Regions from separate parts of the Ovis aries genome. Here region 2 is linked to region 1. The links are chromatin contacts, called in public Hi-C maps. All regions are on one chromosome and are shown on one strand. Each heading gives the region's core, a stretch centred on a gene start, on an enhancer-like site or on the middle of the called end of the contact. The rest is flanking DNA. Distances are from core to core; before and after follow the strand shown.

Evidence for each region. Hi-C and Micro-C count contacts between places; a contact is called where the count stands out from the background.
Region 2: a Hi-C map of blood shows a contact between it and region 1, with 3 times the contacts expected there. The contact joins the enhancer-like site here to the promoter of IFNAR1 in region 1. A contact is called at or near these places in 3 of 16 Hi-C or Micro-C datasets (all in blood).

Annotation. Positions count from the first base shown.
Region 1 is chr1:122,874,816-122,877,885 of ARS-UI_Ramb_v3.0, reverse strand. IFNAR1 (interferon alpha and beta receptor subunit 1) reads left to right here and starts at 1,816. Exons shown (of 8, transcript NM_001009748.1): 1 at 1,816-2,006. The coding sequence starts at 1,937. LOC114117969 (a long non-coding RNA gene) reads right to left here and starts at 2,444. Exons shown (of 2, transcript XR_003591522.2): 1 at 2,270-2,444; 2 at 330-2,143.
Region 2 is chr1:122,956,903-122,960,044 of ARS-UI_Ramb_v3.0, reverse strand. All of the region lies in intron 5 of IL10RB (interleukin 10 receptor subunit beta), which reads left to right. Among named protein-coding and RNA genes, the nearest start is that of IL10RB, 19 kb to the left of the region's middle. Within about 2 kb of position 1,639, at least 13 of the 54 cell types and tissues checked have an H3K27ac peak or open chromatin away from gene starts, as enhancers often do.

The DNA.
Region 1 (3,070 bases), core at 567-3,066:
TTCCTTGACTGTTTTCCTTTCTTTCTGCATTTTCTCACTTCTCTGGTCAATTTTATTCTTTGACCAAAGTTTTTCTACAGACAAAGGGCAAGTGGAGAACACAGAGGTGGGGGCTCTATTCTGGGAAGGCCTCATAGGGTCCTGCTCAGTTATCTAACCTCAGATGGATTGTTTTGACTTGAATAAAAGGGGTAAGAGAGGTTCTAGGTTAAGGTTACAGAGCTAGCACCACACAGGAAATTAGTTCCTACTTCACCCAGAGACAAACTTTTACAACAAGTAAGTTGAAAATGAAGTGCACAAAGTGATACAGGGTGTCATGCCTGTGGTCATGTTTTTTAATTCAATTTTATTAAAATACAATTCAAACTTTACAGTTATTGTATTAAGATGGGAAAGACCATGAAAGTCTTCTGTGCCATGCAAATACTGTCAACTTAAAGGTGAATTGTGGTTTTACAAAATATGATTGACCTTTCTTTAACAAGTGGAAAACATTAGCATGTCATGCAGCAATACTGAAAAACAAAGCATTAAATCCCCTAAAATTGTTTTTATTGTATAAAAATGAAAATCAAAAGAAACTCTATAGGTAGTCACTAAATATAATTCTTGCATTTAAAATGTATTTGGAAATATTTCCATTTGAATGTGATTCTTGTTGCCAAATGTTATGTGCATCTAAGAAACCTCTATCAGTTCAGTCGCTCAGTCGTGTCCGATTCTTTGCAACCCCATGGACTGCAGCACGCCAGGCCTCCCTGTCCATCACCAACTCCCGAAGCTCGCTCAGACTCATGTCCATCGAGTCAGTGATGCCATCCAGCCATCTCATCCTCTGTTATCCCCTTCTCCTCCAGCCTTCAATCCTTCCCAGCATCAGGGTCTTTGCAAATAAGTCAGCTCTCTACGTGCCTAGGGTTAATTCTGGACACACCTACCCAGACGGCAAACGACTCCAGTAGTTCTTGCTTGGGAAATCCCATGGACAGAGGAAGGAGCCTGGTGGGCTACAGACCATGGGGTCGCTGAAGATTTAGCAACTAAACATCAACAAGCCTTGGCTCACAGAAAGAGAAAGTGAAGTCGCTCAGTCGTGTCCGACTCTTTGCGGCCCCATGGACTGTACGATCCTACCAGGCTCCTCCATCCACGGAATTTTCCAAAGCAAGAGCACGGGAGTGGGTAGCCGTTCCCTTCTCCAGAGGATCTTCCCGACCTGGGGATCGAACCCCGGTCTCCCGCATTGCAGGCAGACGCTTTCCTGTCTGCGCCACCAGGGAAGCTCTGCACAAAGGAAATGGCTTGACCCGCTCGCTCGGAGCGTCTTCATTCCTTTCCCCCTCAGCCTCCCCGACACCGTCCCCCCACGGTCCCCAGTCCGCGACGTGGCCTCCCAGCCCCCAGCCCCGCCCCCAGGGCCGAGAGCGCCCGGTGTGCCCTCCCGCTGCCACTAATAGGAAGGGCGGAGAGCGGCCCCGAGGTTTGCGCAGGCGCACTGGCGACCTCCGCGTTCCCGCCAGGGGTCTAGGCCTCCAGGGGGGCGCGGTCTTCCTGGAACCCGATGTTGCACGGCTTAGTGAGCGGTCACTGCCGGGAACCAGGGGGCGGGCGGCGGAGGCGAGGCCGCCCCGCCTCCCGACACCACACCACTCCCCCTCGACACCACCCCCCCGACCGCGCTGTCCCGCGCGCGTGCGCGGACGGGGACACGCGAGGTGAAGGCACGGCGCGTGCGCTGGTCAGAGGGTTGAGGGAAGGGCCGACGCGGAGGGGGCGGGGCCAGAGCGGCTCGAGGGGACGCGGCGGACGTGGGGCGGTGGCCTTGGCGGGGCGGCCTGGGTGCTTCAGCCTCCGTCGCGCCGCCGCGCGGTGCCTGCAGCGGTAGTGGGTGGCCGAAGGATGTGACTGGAGGGCTGCCGGCGGCCCGCGGACGATGCTCTCCCTCCTTGGCGCGACGACCCTGATGCTGGTCGCTGGGAGGTGGGTGCTGCCCGCCGCCTCAGGTGAGAGAGAGAGGGGTCCCGGCGCTGCCTCGTCAGCTGGACTGCGGTGGCGGCGCGGGAAACGTCGGCCCCGGGGACTGGGGTGGAGGGACAGACGCCCTCGGTGGGAGACCTCTGGTTGTCCGCGGTCGCAGCGCCTCATTGAAACGGACCCAAAAAGATCAAATTTAAGTTTCAGTCGCTTATTCGTGTCCGACTCTCTGCGACCCCATGGACCGCAGCAGGCCAGACCTCCCTGTCCATCACCAACTCCCGGAACTTACTCAAGCTCTTATCCATCGAGTCGGTGATGCGGGCCAACCATCTCATCCTCTGTCGTCCCCTTCTCCTCCAGCCCTCAATCTTTCCCAGCCTCAGGGTCTTTTCCAAGGAGTCAGGTGGCCAAAGGATTGGAGTTTCAGCATCGATCCTTCCAAAAATGAAACAACGGAAAGTGATGTTCGAGATTCTTCCCCAGCCGCTTGCTCGGGGGCGCCCTCGCCTGCGCCTGCTGCCTGCCCCCACCTCCCACCCCCGCAGGGCTGGATGTGCACTGCTTTGGTGACCAGTTTGTTTCCTTCTGAAAAATCAGGCAGCTTCACTGTACCGCTTCATAAGAAACAAGGCTTAGAGCTGTGCTGCTGGTTTTCTCCATTCAGTAGACAGTTCTTGATCCCACGGGTAAATGCCCAGTAAGGTGTGCAAGGATTTCTGTGCCCTCAGGATTCAATCAGTCTAATAATAATAAGACCAAGTGAAGTCGCTCAGTCGTATCCGACTCTTTGTGACCCCATGGACTGTAGCCTACCACGCTCCTCCATCCATGGGATTTTCCAGGCAAGAGTACTGGAGTGGATTGCCATTTCCTTCTCCAGAGGACCGTCCCTACCCAGGGGATCGAACCCGGGTCTTCTGCATTGTAGGCAGATGCTTTACCTGTCTGAGCCACAAGGGAGGTCCTAACAACAAAATCCCCCAACCAGGGATGGAACCCTCTTCCCCTGCATTGCAAGGCCGACTCAACCACCGGACCACCAGGCAGGGCCAAACAGGAAGGCTGGGAGCCACCAAGCTAATTTGCCACC
Region 2 (3,142 bases), core at 390-2,889, 82 kb before region 1:
GTAGTCATGTATGGATGTGAGAACTGGACCATAAAGAAGGCTGAATGCCAAAGAATTGATGCTTCTAAATTATGGTGCCTGTAAAGACTCTTGAGAGTGCCTTGGACTGCAAGGAGATCCAACCAGTCCATCCGAAAGGAAATTAACCCTGAATATTCATTAGAAGGACTGATGCTGAAGCCAAAACTCCAGTGCTTTGGCCACCTGATGCCAAGAGCTGACTCACTGGAAAAGACCCTGATGGTGGGAAAGATTAAGGGCAGGAGAAGAAGGCGCTGCAGAGGATGCAATGATTAGATAACATCCCCAAGTCAGTGAACATGAATTTGAGCAAATTCTGGGAGATAGTGAAAGACAGGGAAACCTAGCATGCTAAAGTCCATAGAATCTCAAAGAGTCAAACACAACTTTGCCGTAATTTCAGCCTTCCCTAGTGGTTCAGTGATAAAGAATCAGCCTGCCAGTGCAAGAGACATATGTTCGATCCCTGGGTTGGGAAGATCCTGGGAGAAGGAAATGGCAACCTGCTCCAGTTATTCTTGCCTGAGACATCCCATGAACAGAGGAGCCTGGTGGGCCATAGTCCAGAGGGTCACAAAAGAGTCGGACATGACTTAGTGACTAAACAACAAACAACACGTGGCTACTTAACGATCCATTTTAGAATTTTTGTATCTTTTTCTGGACACTGAATCAGGCTTACCAGCCTGGAGTTTCCTGAATCTTGTTGAGGTTTCTTTCCCTTGTTTTGTAGATGAACAAAGTTACTTGCCCAAATCCAGAAATCTCTCATCTCACCCGGTCACGTGATCTTTCCAGTGTCATCCAAAAGTATTCTGCAATAATATTAAGCACGGTTTCTCAGGATTACAGAGCCACATAGAAGATGGAGTCTTGCTGTCTCTCTGCAGGGGATTCTCTGCCTCTCTCTTTTTTCTGTAGCCCCCAGCTAGTGCCGAGGCACTGCTGTCCAAGGCTAAGCCCACCTGCCTGTGTTCCACCTTGTGGCTGAGCCTCTCAGCAAGTGCCTCTAAATAACAAAAGCCTGCCTTAATAAAAACCAAAAAGAACTTTTTTTTTGGCTGCCCCTCAAGGCTTGTGGGATCTTCATTCCCCAACCAGGGATTGAACCCAGGCTCTTGGCAGTGAAAGCGCAGAGTCCTACCCACTGCACCACCAGAGAACTCCCAAAAGCCTACCTTTTTATTCCGCTCGTGAATCATTTGTGCTTGAATGAGAATTCTGTGCCCTGGCAGCACCCATCCTGTTTAAATCACTAGCATGCTGACTTTGGGATCTTCGCTCTTTCCTCTAAACACCTGCCAACTGCTTTCTCCAGGCCTGAGTACGTGCCTGGTTGTTCCGTGTCCCATCATTCCCTGCTGTGAATTCCAGCACAATGAGTGACTTGGGGCAGATCCTGAACTGCCCACTGCCTCCATCACCTCATCTACAGGATGAGAGTAATCAAAGGTGTCACCCAGGACAGTGCCAGGCACAGAGTCAGCCTGCAGTACAGGTTAGGTGTCATTACTGTTATTAATAAGGACATTATTCAAATCATACTTTTAGGGACTTCCCCTGATGCTCCAGTGGTTAAAAATCCACCTTCCATTTCAGGCAATGCTGGTTTGATCCCTGGTCGGGGAACGAGGATCCCATGTGCTATAGGACAGCTTAGCCCTTGCGCTACAACTGCTGAGCCCATGTGCTCTAGAGCCCTGAAAGTAAGACCTGACAGCCAAATAAATAAATTTTTTTAAATAAAATCACACCTTTAAATATTACTTCAGGCTTATGTCACGAACCATGGCATGAGGCACACACTTGGACCAGAAAGGAAAGTATTTCAAATATCTTCTAACTCTAAATGATTGCTCATTAACAAAATCCAGACATTTTATAAAAGAATAGAATAGCCCACTGAAAACCTGCTTCTGTCAAACATCAGTTTAGGGCTTTGTTTGTTTGTTTGTTTAAATGTAGTTCTCCTGTTTAAAACCTCACAAGTTTTCAGTGAAAGTGTGGAAAGGTTCTTTTCCGTTTTCCCAGAAGGAAGGTGAAGGTTCAGAGAGATGAAGTCAGCTCAACAAATAACAGGAAGTAACATCTCCGCCCATGCCTACAGATTCATCCCATACTGAAGCAAAGGGAAGACTTGCCCGAGGGTGAGACAGGAAAAGGGAGTTCACATGAGGCATGGCTAGCTAGACTGAAGCAAGTTAAGGGCTTCACACAGATAGTGTTGATTACTAGTTCAGTTCAGTTCAGTACCAGATTCTTCTACAGGTCACAGCCTGTGTAAAGCAGTATCCCCTCTCCTTCCCCATTCCCCCTTCTCAGTAAGTCACAGTAGCATCTTTTGAATTTTATCACCATCAACCGGGTATGCCCATGGAATAACGTCCTGTGTAAGATGCTGAAATGTCTGGGTTGGAGGCCCAAGGAGGCCCAGGAGCTGCCCCCAGGGGAGTCATCACAGTGTCACCAACCGTGCCAGGGTGGGGCCCAGGAGTCAATGTTTAATTAATATTTCATGGGTAATTCTGATGCATGGCAAATTAAAGAGCTACAGAAATATTAAGTGGAAAGATAGAGAGATGAGTAGACGGTCCTGGAACTTCCTCCAGAGCTGGGACGTCAGATCACAAGCTGACCTACCATCATCAGCTCTCGTAAAGCCTGGGGGCCACCCCTACCAGTTCCCTTGCCCCATGACCCTGTATCCACCCAGAAAACCCATCTGAGCTGAACCTGCTAAAGGCACCACCACTCGATTCTAGTAACTGAAACGAGAATTCATAGGGTGCAGGGATAAGGAGTGAGTTCCCTGAACTCGGCCAGGGCACAAGCTGGACAGGCTGCAAGGTCACTGCCAGTGTTAATCACAGTGCAAGAGAGGGCAGCAGGCCCGTCCAGCCTCTTCCCCATGATGGGTGCCCTCACCATTCACTAGATGTTTAGGGAGTATCTATGGCCACACAGTGTGCCAAGTGCTGGGAGAGGCCAGCAGGGGGCCTGCCGTCCAGGTGGCTCCAAGACTGTGTGCCCATCAGGGTTCTTTGATCTGCCCTGGGGAAGTAAGAGTTGACACTTTGCCACAATCCCCATAGAAGGCCCTGCTGTTCCAGAGCAAGGTTCA